2 separate regions of the Lactuca sativa genome follow, and region 1 is linked to region 2. A link is a contact called in public Hi-C data. All regions are on one chromosome and are shown on one strand. Each heading gives the region's core, a stretch centred on a gene start, on an enhancer-like site or on the middle of the called end of the contact. The rest is flanking DNA. Distances are from core to core; before and after follow the strand shown. Region 1 holds the start of LOC111919899 (ethanolamine-phosphate cytidylyltransferase). Region 2 holds the start of LOC111880551.

Region 1 (4,369 bases), core at 1,344-3,843, 240 kb after region 2:
ATTCGGTCTCTATTTATAGGGGACCGAAGTTGCTGACTACGCTGAGTGTAAGTCCTTTGTATGTTGGGCGTACTGCGAGGCGGCCATCTACGCAGGGCGTACATGTGATAACCCTAATAGCCTCACTATCTAAGGAGGGAGTCCATGGGTTGCTTAGGGCCTAAGCAGTCAAATTAGGGTTTCTTTGTTAGATAACCCTAATAGCCTCACTATTTAAGGATCCCTATAGCACCAAAAACGTGGCCAAGAGTTTCCTTAGGGTTTCCACACGTTTTGGGTGCCTCCTCTCTTCTTCTTCTTCTTCTTCATCCTCTTGCTCTTGGTGTTTGTGAGCCATTAGAGGAGTGACACTTGTAACTCTAAGCTTTCTTAAGCCATTACAAGGAGGATTTGAGATTGTTGTTGCTACATAACAATCAAGGCATGATCTAAACCCTAATTCATATATATTATCGATTATCATATGCTAGATCTAGGGTTTAAAGTCTTGAATGATTGCATGTACAATAGAGAAACCTAGATCCAAGCATTAGGGTTTGCATGAGCACATAGGATGTTCTTATGGCTAAAACCCATCAGCTCCTTCTAGAGGGAGGGACGAACAAGGAGTCATCACATCAATCATGTGTCAAATCATTTGTGAAACTTGTCATTAAAGATGTATAATAATGTAATAATGCAAGTAGTTGTGTCATAATATGAGTAGATGTGTAATATATATTAGTAGTAGAGTTTGTCTACTGATTGTGCATTTGTTTAGTAAGTAGTCAGGTTAATAATGCAAAAATACAATATGTAGTTTGCCGCATGGTGATTTGCAATGTCTTTATAAGTATCCTTGATCCGTAGAAATAAAACATCCCAAGTTTATGAGCTAATAAGACTTTTTCTGTAATATGTATGTTGAAGTTTTTATCTTACAAAAAGGTCATTGCTTAATGTTTGGGCATGATGTTTGTGCATGATTTTTTTGGCGCGTCAGATTGTGAATCATAAGAGCGTGGGATGATCGCTAGTGGTTTTCAGCCTGGTCCAATGTATCTACCCTTAATGCATGTGTTCCACATAACTAGACATATGCCCTCCTCTTCATTTTTCCGACTTTCCCAATAGGCTCTCTAAAACACCCGACACAATCCCGTAAACTACATTGTATAATGTGGTTTTAAGATTTTCCAAACCATAAATCTCACCGCGAAGGTTCTTAATCGCGTTATGCAGTGCGGTGCAATGTGGTTTTTTGTTCCTTATGACATAAAACATTTTTAACTTTAGAACCCAAACTTATTTAGATAAATAATTTACGCAACGCTATACAATGATGAAAATGTCTTCATTAAATTTAGATTTTCGTCTATCAACCTAATACTTCTAACTTCCATGCTTATTACGACCGATATAACAATTAAAAATTTAAAAATAAAAAACATGAAAGTTGTAGATACTTGTCTCTTTTTTTCCAGAACATTTTGAATATCCATAATCGGAGCTACAAGGAGTCAAGGACTAATATATGATCAAAATACTCAGAGATAATCAATCTGTCCAACGATATTTATTTGCCTTTATTTGTCCGTTTTGTTTTGGAATTAATTCTCCGCTTAGCATGTAATGGCTAGGGAATAATGAATGTATATTGTCTTTAGTATTCGTTGTGCTATGATTTAAAGTTTAAACCACAATTTATTAGTTAAAAAGCACAAACAACACTATATAATACGGTTTAACAAAATTACAAGCCGAAACGACCACTTGGATTGTGGTGACTTAGTAAGACATATATAAGATGTTATGGGTAATCCATTGACTCATGTTTAAATCCGACATTATTCAGTCCTGTAACCATAAATGTTCGTCTGCAATGACTCTAAGACACGAGGCATAGCCTTATGTAGGGATGTCAACGGGGGCAAACGGGACGAGGAGTGCATCCCCCGCCACCGCCCCCGAATCCCCTTTATTACCCCCGCCCCCAAATCCCCTTTATTACCCCCGCCCACGATTGATTTTCGGTTGTCTTTTTTTGGGCTAAAAGAAGTTGTTATTTATGCTAAAAGAAACTATTTTTAAGGTAATAAATAATTATTTATAGCAAAATTTTACATGTTAAAAATAAAAAAGTTATGACATCTTAAAAATATTATACTAACAACTTAAAAATATGTTTTTTTTTGATGAATTTTGAAAGCTCAAAATCATGTTATTTATTATATTTATATAATTGACATATGTAAATATATATGTATAATTTATTAACGGGGTCCCCATGAGGGTTTGTGATGAGACTGCCTACCCCGCCTCCATTCCCGAAATTAAAACGAGGATTAACCTTGCCTCCGGTCCCGATTTTAATTTTTTTTCCTCCAAACTAGACGAGCCCCATGGGAACAGTATCCTACAGAACTTTTTGACATCCCTAATTCCTTATGTTTACCATGAGATTAGTTGGTGCACATAACCAGTCCAAAAATCTTTTCCTTCAAAAAAATTTCTAAACCGTGTTTCGTGACCCTTAAAAAAATAACGGAAGGAGAAAAGCTTCAACTTTGTATTATAATATTATTGGTAATATTGGGTCAAGTGGACTGCGAGGCCAGCAAAACAACCCTCGTGTCTCTTCTCGCTGCCCCATGTGATATTTTTTTTGATTATTTGCTTGCATCACCAGCTCCTCATTTTCTTTTCTTCTTCTTCTTCTTCTTCTTGTTTACGATATAAAATTTTCAATACAAGTATACAACCAACGCAAGAAAAGAAACACTCCAAATTCCACCACTTCTGCAACTAGCAGAAACATACGGACAAACACAGACGAGGAGGCACGAATTCCAACACAAAAAGGTAATAATTGTCTTCAGATTCCAACCTCCTTTCTCTATCTTTCTCTTAATTTTAACCAGATCATACGCAGATTTGGTAATCAAACGTAATTCGAATCTCATTCCTGTTTTGCATTTAATATGCCAGATTATAATTCGGTATCGTTTCCTGATCTGTTTTTGTGTTTTTTGCATCATAACTTGGTTCGCTATGCTCTGTGTTTTAGCCCTTAAGCTTGCGATCACTGTAAATTAGGTCTTTTCTCATCATATAAAAATTGGACAGAAAAACATCACATTTCGCATGTTGATCTTGTTTGATTTGGCGCAGTTATCTTGTTCTGATAATTTCGTTCAATTTCGTTTCATCATGGAATGAGGATTTCTACTTCAATTCGGTTAAAAACCGATGTTAATTTGGGTATATATGAAGGATTGGTAATTCATTTGTTTTATATCAATTCGTGAATGGTTACGTTTTTTAGATTAGAGTTTATTTTGACCTAATTAATCAGAAAATCAAAATCTTAATCTATTCCAATTGCCAAACAAGCTTTAACATGCAATAATCATTTTAGACGCACATCCAAGCACCTCTCATTTGCTCTAACACTTCTTCTTCTTCTATCAAACACCACCCATGGTTGAAAACAAAATCTCTGTGATGAATATGACAAATTCAGTAGTTTCTTCCATATTCTTCTCAAAAACTGGGTTCCTCATTTGTTTTGCAGGGTTTGTGTCTTCTTCTACATCATCAAAGAGGGCTGTAGAGCCCCCTTGGGAACCAAAGCTTTGGATCAACAATGGAATACCAGGCAAACTACTCCATCTGGGATGGGCTATACTACCACCCACATCTATTTGGTGGCATAATGTTAACAGCTGCATTGCTTGGTCTTTCCACAAGTTATCTAAGTGGTATAGCTTGTTTCCCTACTATTCCATACATGTTACCTTATTTAGGAAATCTCCAGAAGCAAAAATCCGGAAAGAAACGTATCCGTGTTTACATGGATGGGTGTTTTGATCTTATGCATTATGGTCATGCAAATGCTTTAAGACAAGCCAAAGCTTTAGGAGATGAATTGGTGGTTGGAGTTGTAAGTGATGAAGAAATCATCAAAAACAAAGGTCCTCCTGTTTTATCCATGGAAGAGAGGTATGCTTAATGCTTTATATCTTTTGCTCTCTCATCAACACATACAAATCTTATGTTTCACATGATATGGTGTTTAATCTCTTAAAGGTTGGCACTTGTTAGCGGATTGAAGTGGGTTGATGAGGTTATTGCTAATGCACCTTATGCTATTACTGAAGACTTTATGAATAGTCTTTTTAAGGAGCATAAGATTGATTATATCATACATGGAGATGATCCTTGTTTGCTTCCTGATGGAAGTGATGCATATGCTTTAGCAAAGAAAGTTGGGCGTTACAAACAGATCAAAAGAACAGAAGGTGTTTCAAGCACAGACATTGTAGGTACTACCTTCTAACTGAAAACAGCTAAATACAAGAAAATCAAGAAATGGTAATCTACTTTCATA
Region 2 (4,565 bases), core at 966-3,465:
ATAGATTAATCAGTTTACAAGTAAAGTATTGTAGATTTTTATACTAAAACTGAAACATGGTGAAAAAAAACATAAGGGAGTGAGGACTTAGGGTGCAAACGAGCCAATATATTTGTACGCTACTTAATATCGACTTGTTAAAAGCTTGACTCGAGGTCGATCTTAAACGAGCATGAGCCAAGCCTGAGCTTAATATAAGGCTTGTTTATTAAACGAGCTCGGGCTCGAGCCTGTGTTACATAGCTTGGTTAGGCCCGCGAGCCTAAACGAACCTACATATATATAATAAAAAATTTATTTTTATATTTATATATTAAAATAAATAAGTATATAATTAAATAAGTATACGAGCTGAGCACGAGTCTATATAATTCTTAACGAGCCAAGCCCGAGCCTGGTTCAGGCTCAGGCTTGGCTCGGTTCGTTTGATCGCTGAGATAGGGTAGGGTAGGATAGAGTAGGGTAGGGTAGGGTAAGGATGGATCAGACACTGTAAGTTTTAACATTTGGCGTATGCAACAAGAAGATTGCAAAATAAATTATAAGTCAAGGAGCAAATTAAATAAAAAGTCATGGAAGATTTTACAGAATTTGAAAATGAGATTTATAAAAGTGACTCAGAAGGCAGACTGGTAAGAAACATGGTGGTGGGGACCTTTTGTGGCCTCCACTGCCATAATTTAAAAGTCTCACCCTGCCACTATTCAGAGATGACTGCAGAAGCCCCTTATTACTACTTAATATGACCAAGAACCCAACAAAATGAACATTAAAAACAATGTAATAAATAACTAATTTAAATAAAAAAAGAATTCCTAGGAACAGAAAACATCTCCAGCTTCATAAAGATTGAATCTTTATATAATCTTTCAGAAATAATAATAATAATAATAAAGAATTAGAATCTTACCAAGATAAAGCAGGATCTTGCAAGTAATCATCAGAAAAATGATCATGGAAGTGTTGCTCATTTGCATTTATCAACCACGGTGGGAATTCGATAATTTGATCAAACGGATTAAACCCATGAAAATCATCTTTTTGGGTATCAACTTTTGTTTCCTCTTGTCCAATTTCCATGGTTTTCAAGAACTTGAACCATCGTGCTGACATCATCAAATTCACAGTATCATTCCATTCCATTTGGTGTTGCTCTCCTAACGACTTAATCTCCTCGAGTTCCTCATCATCCATGGCATGATGTAGGCCGCCAGCTACCACCTCCTCCGGCATGCCAGCTGCTGTTTCACCGGCGGAAATGGCGGCAGATGAGGAAGTAGATGAAGATGAAGATGAAGAAGAAGAAGAAGAAGAAGAAGATGATGATGATGATGATGATGATGATGATAATGACGATGAAGAGGGATATATTGATAATGGATGCTGGTAAAGGTTTGCGTCTAAGTTTTTAAAATCTTGAAAATTGAGATTTAATCCTAATGTTTGATTAGGAAGTGGGAAATTTAGATTTTCTTGATATAGTGGCGGCAGAGGAGGAGGAGCAATTGTAGGTATAGCCCAGTAATGAGGAACGGAGGCGGCGACGGTAGTGGCAGTGGCGGTGGCGGTGGCGGTGGTGGTGGCGGTGGCGGCTTCTTGTTGTTTCATGGAAGCTCTATGAAACTTAAGGGCAGTGACAATTTCTCTCCTGGCTTCAGCCATATTTAGAAGGCGTTCTTGATAAGGTCTTGTGGTGTGTTGCCTCCTCCTAACTTGTTTCTTGATTTGTGGTGGTGGAGGTGGTGGTTGTGGTGGTGGTGATTCTTGTTTCATATTGAGATGATCACCGAAGGATTCGCCATTCATATTTACGATTCCGCCATCGAAGGGATCTTTGGGCCTTGTAGAGGTCAAGTGTTTGACTAGGCTACGTATGTAAGCACCAGAGAGATGAGGCTCCTCTTTAACCTTATCAACTTTGTCTTTTTCCATTGATACCCCTACTCTGTTAATCCTCCCTTGCTTTGAAGACGATCTACCCTTCATTCTTTTCCTCCCCCTTCTATACCCTTTTCGTCCTTACAGAAGAGATTGGGAAAATTTTGGTTTCCTTTTGTGTAAGCAAAAGTAATACTTACACTTACAGAGGTCACCAGGTCTCTTGAATGTTATAAATAGCTGCCCATCAGTCTATTTTTTTCATTTTTCTTTTTCTTTTTATTTTTTAATTCTGTTTTCCGCAAATTTTCTGCAATTTTTTTAGAAAAGCATGTGCAGTGTGAAAGTTTCAATTCCAATATTGAAAATAGATTCAAGTGTGGAAAATAGATTGGACTTATTAGATTATGATCATATAGGGTTGTGAGTTGAGTGAATTTGATTTACATGTCACAATGTTTTTTTGAACATTATGGGCTATGGTTGCAAAAATAATAGTCTTGTGTAGAAACTAGTAAGGTCATCCTTTCCATTTTTTATTTTTTGAAAAAACAACACTAAATATTTTGGATTTTTTCCTATTTTGGCAAACAACTAGGTTCTTACGTTTTTGTCTTTTAAAATAAAATAAAATATGCCCTTCCTTTCAAATAGTATTTACAGTACTACCATGAAGGTGCAACAAGAGCTTTCACTCTTTCATCATTCAACACATGTACATAGTTAAATCCTATCTCTTCCAAACAAAGAAGAAACTAGAAGAACAACAGTAAACCCAAGAATTTGAATAAAATTTTGGTCAAAGAATTGTATAAATAAAGACCAGAATTTCTTCTTTTTATCAATGTCTGACTTCGATGAATTATAAGGGTGGATATAGATTTTAATCGTCATCACTAATATTAAAATATGCACAACTACACAAGCCCTCATGGTATAGGATTCGTTAGAATTTGCGTTCTCTCATCCATGCTAAAAAAAGAGCGAACAATAAAAAACAGTTTGCCTAAAATAGTAAATATGCTGAAAAGATACGTCATATAAAGGCAAAAAAGCAACTGGCATGACAGTTTTGTGTACTTGTTATGATGGAAATATTTGCTTCGCTAACACTATCAGTATCCATTTCAAGACTTAATATTAATAAAAATCAATGGGTTAAAATAGAAATGCAATCTTGAATTTTTCTAATCAAATATTGCATTGAAAACGAATGCAACTCAAACTAATTGGAATCTTGATTCTTGCAGTAAACTTTCTTTTTTTATACATAACATATAATGTGAGAGCGTTTGTGTATGTGTTTTTAATGTGTACAAGGATAATATGCATGTATGTGTAAACTTTCTTTCTTTATACATATATAGATTTGAAAATTAACAAAAAAGTTAAATTTGCATTTATGAAGCATTGTTTCGTCCTTTTCGCAATTTATGCAATACAGTGCTTTTTATATAAAATATTCGTAATCTATTCAACAAAAGTGATTTTTTTTAATAGACAATATGCAACGGTAACAATACAAGAAATTTGGACAATAATAGGGTACAAGAGCATTAGCAATAGCAACGACATTCAACAATGTCACCGCTAATGCCCTAGTCACCGTTAAGAAACCGCAATATATCGTCACTAATGCTGCCACTTGTCGTTGCTAATAGTGTTACACTATTGCTCATGATATGTGTGCTCTCTTCATATATAATTCAAGCCCTACATCATGTATACAATCCATGGGTCAACCATATGTTCTCATTCACTATAATCCAACCTTGGATTCCATCAACCACCACATTCAACATTCCTCTCTCTCTCTCTCTCTCTCTCTCTCTCTCTCTCTCTCTCTCTCTCTCTCTCTCTCTCTCTCTCTCTCTCTCTCTCTCTCTCTCTCTCTCTCATATATTCCCTTAATATTCACTCTAAAAACATAACTACAACCATGTCCACCACCTTGGCTACCATCAACCACCACCAAAAACCACCTTATTCTTACACCACCACACCATCTTCCTATGTTTTACACCATTAATCCCTGACAGAAAACTCACAACCACACCACCTTTCAATGTTCTTTGTCATTAGCCATTGTCAAACAACATCTACAGCCATGGACGGAGCATATATAGGGCCGGGGGGCTGTGCCCCCCCCCCCCCCCCCCCCCCCCTAAATTTTTTTATATATAGTCCATAAGTATTGAAAAGTTTACATATTATGCCCAAAACTATAAAATCTGACTTTAGCCCCCCTGTTTTTCAATTTTTATACGTATTCTATTTTCGGACCCCCCCAAATCATAACTTCAAGCTCCGTCACTGAGACTACAACATAAAAAAACGATCTCCGCCACTAACCACCTTCAGGTATTGTCGCATCCACTAGAATTTTAGATGATAGAGAGAGAGAGAGAGAGAGAGAGAGAGAGAGAGGTATATGAATAAATAGATTTTGCTTCGTAATCTTGAATTTAATGTTTTTCTAAATTATTTTAAATATAAAAAATGGATGAATGCTTTGTTATCTTGATGTGAATAATATTTTTTCTCTAATTTTCATATGCTATTTTTTGTTTGCTCCTTGTTTTATGATTTTTTAGAAAACAAATGCAGAACAAGATGAAGTCCAATGAGATGAACAAGATGATCATAATATCTTGTAGAAAGAAATTAATTGGAAATAACGATGACAC

The links. Hi-C and Micro-C count contacts between places; a contact is called where the count stands out from the background.
Region 1: a Hi-C map of leaf shows a contact between it and region 2, with 5 times the contacts expected there. The contact joins the promoter of LOC111919899 here to the promoter of LOC111880551 in region 2. A contact is called at or near these places in 2 of 4 Hi-C or Micro-C datasets (leaf and seed).

What each region holds. Positions count from the first base shown.
Region 1 is chr5:200,299,010-200,303,378 of Lsat_Salinas_v11, forward strand. It overlaps LOC111919899 (ethanolamine-phosphate cytidylyltransferase), which reads left to right and starts at 2,594. Exons shown (of 10, transcript XM_023915453.3): 1 at 2,594-2,841; 2 at 3,554-3,981; 3 at 4,069-4,304. The coding sequence starts at 3,626.
Region 2 is chr5:200,063,624-200,068,188 of Lsat_Salinas_v11, forward strand. LOC111880551 reads right to left here and starts at 2,216. Exons shown (of 2, transcript XM_023876973.3): 1 at 911-2,216. The coding sequence starts at 1,986.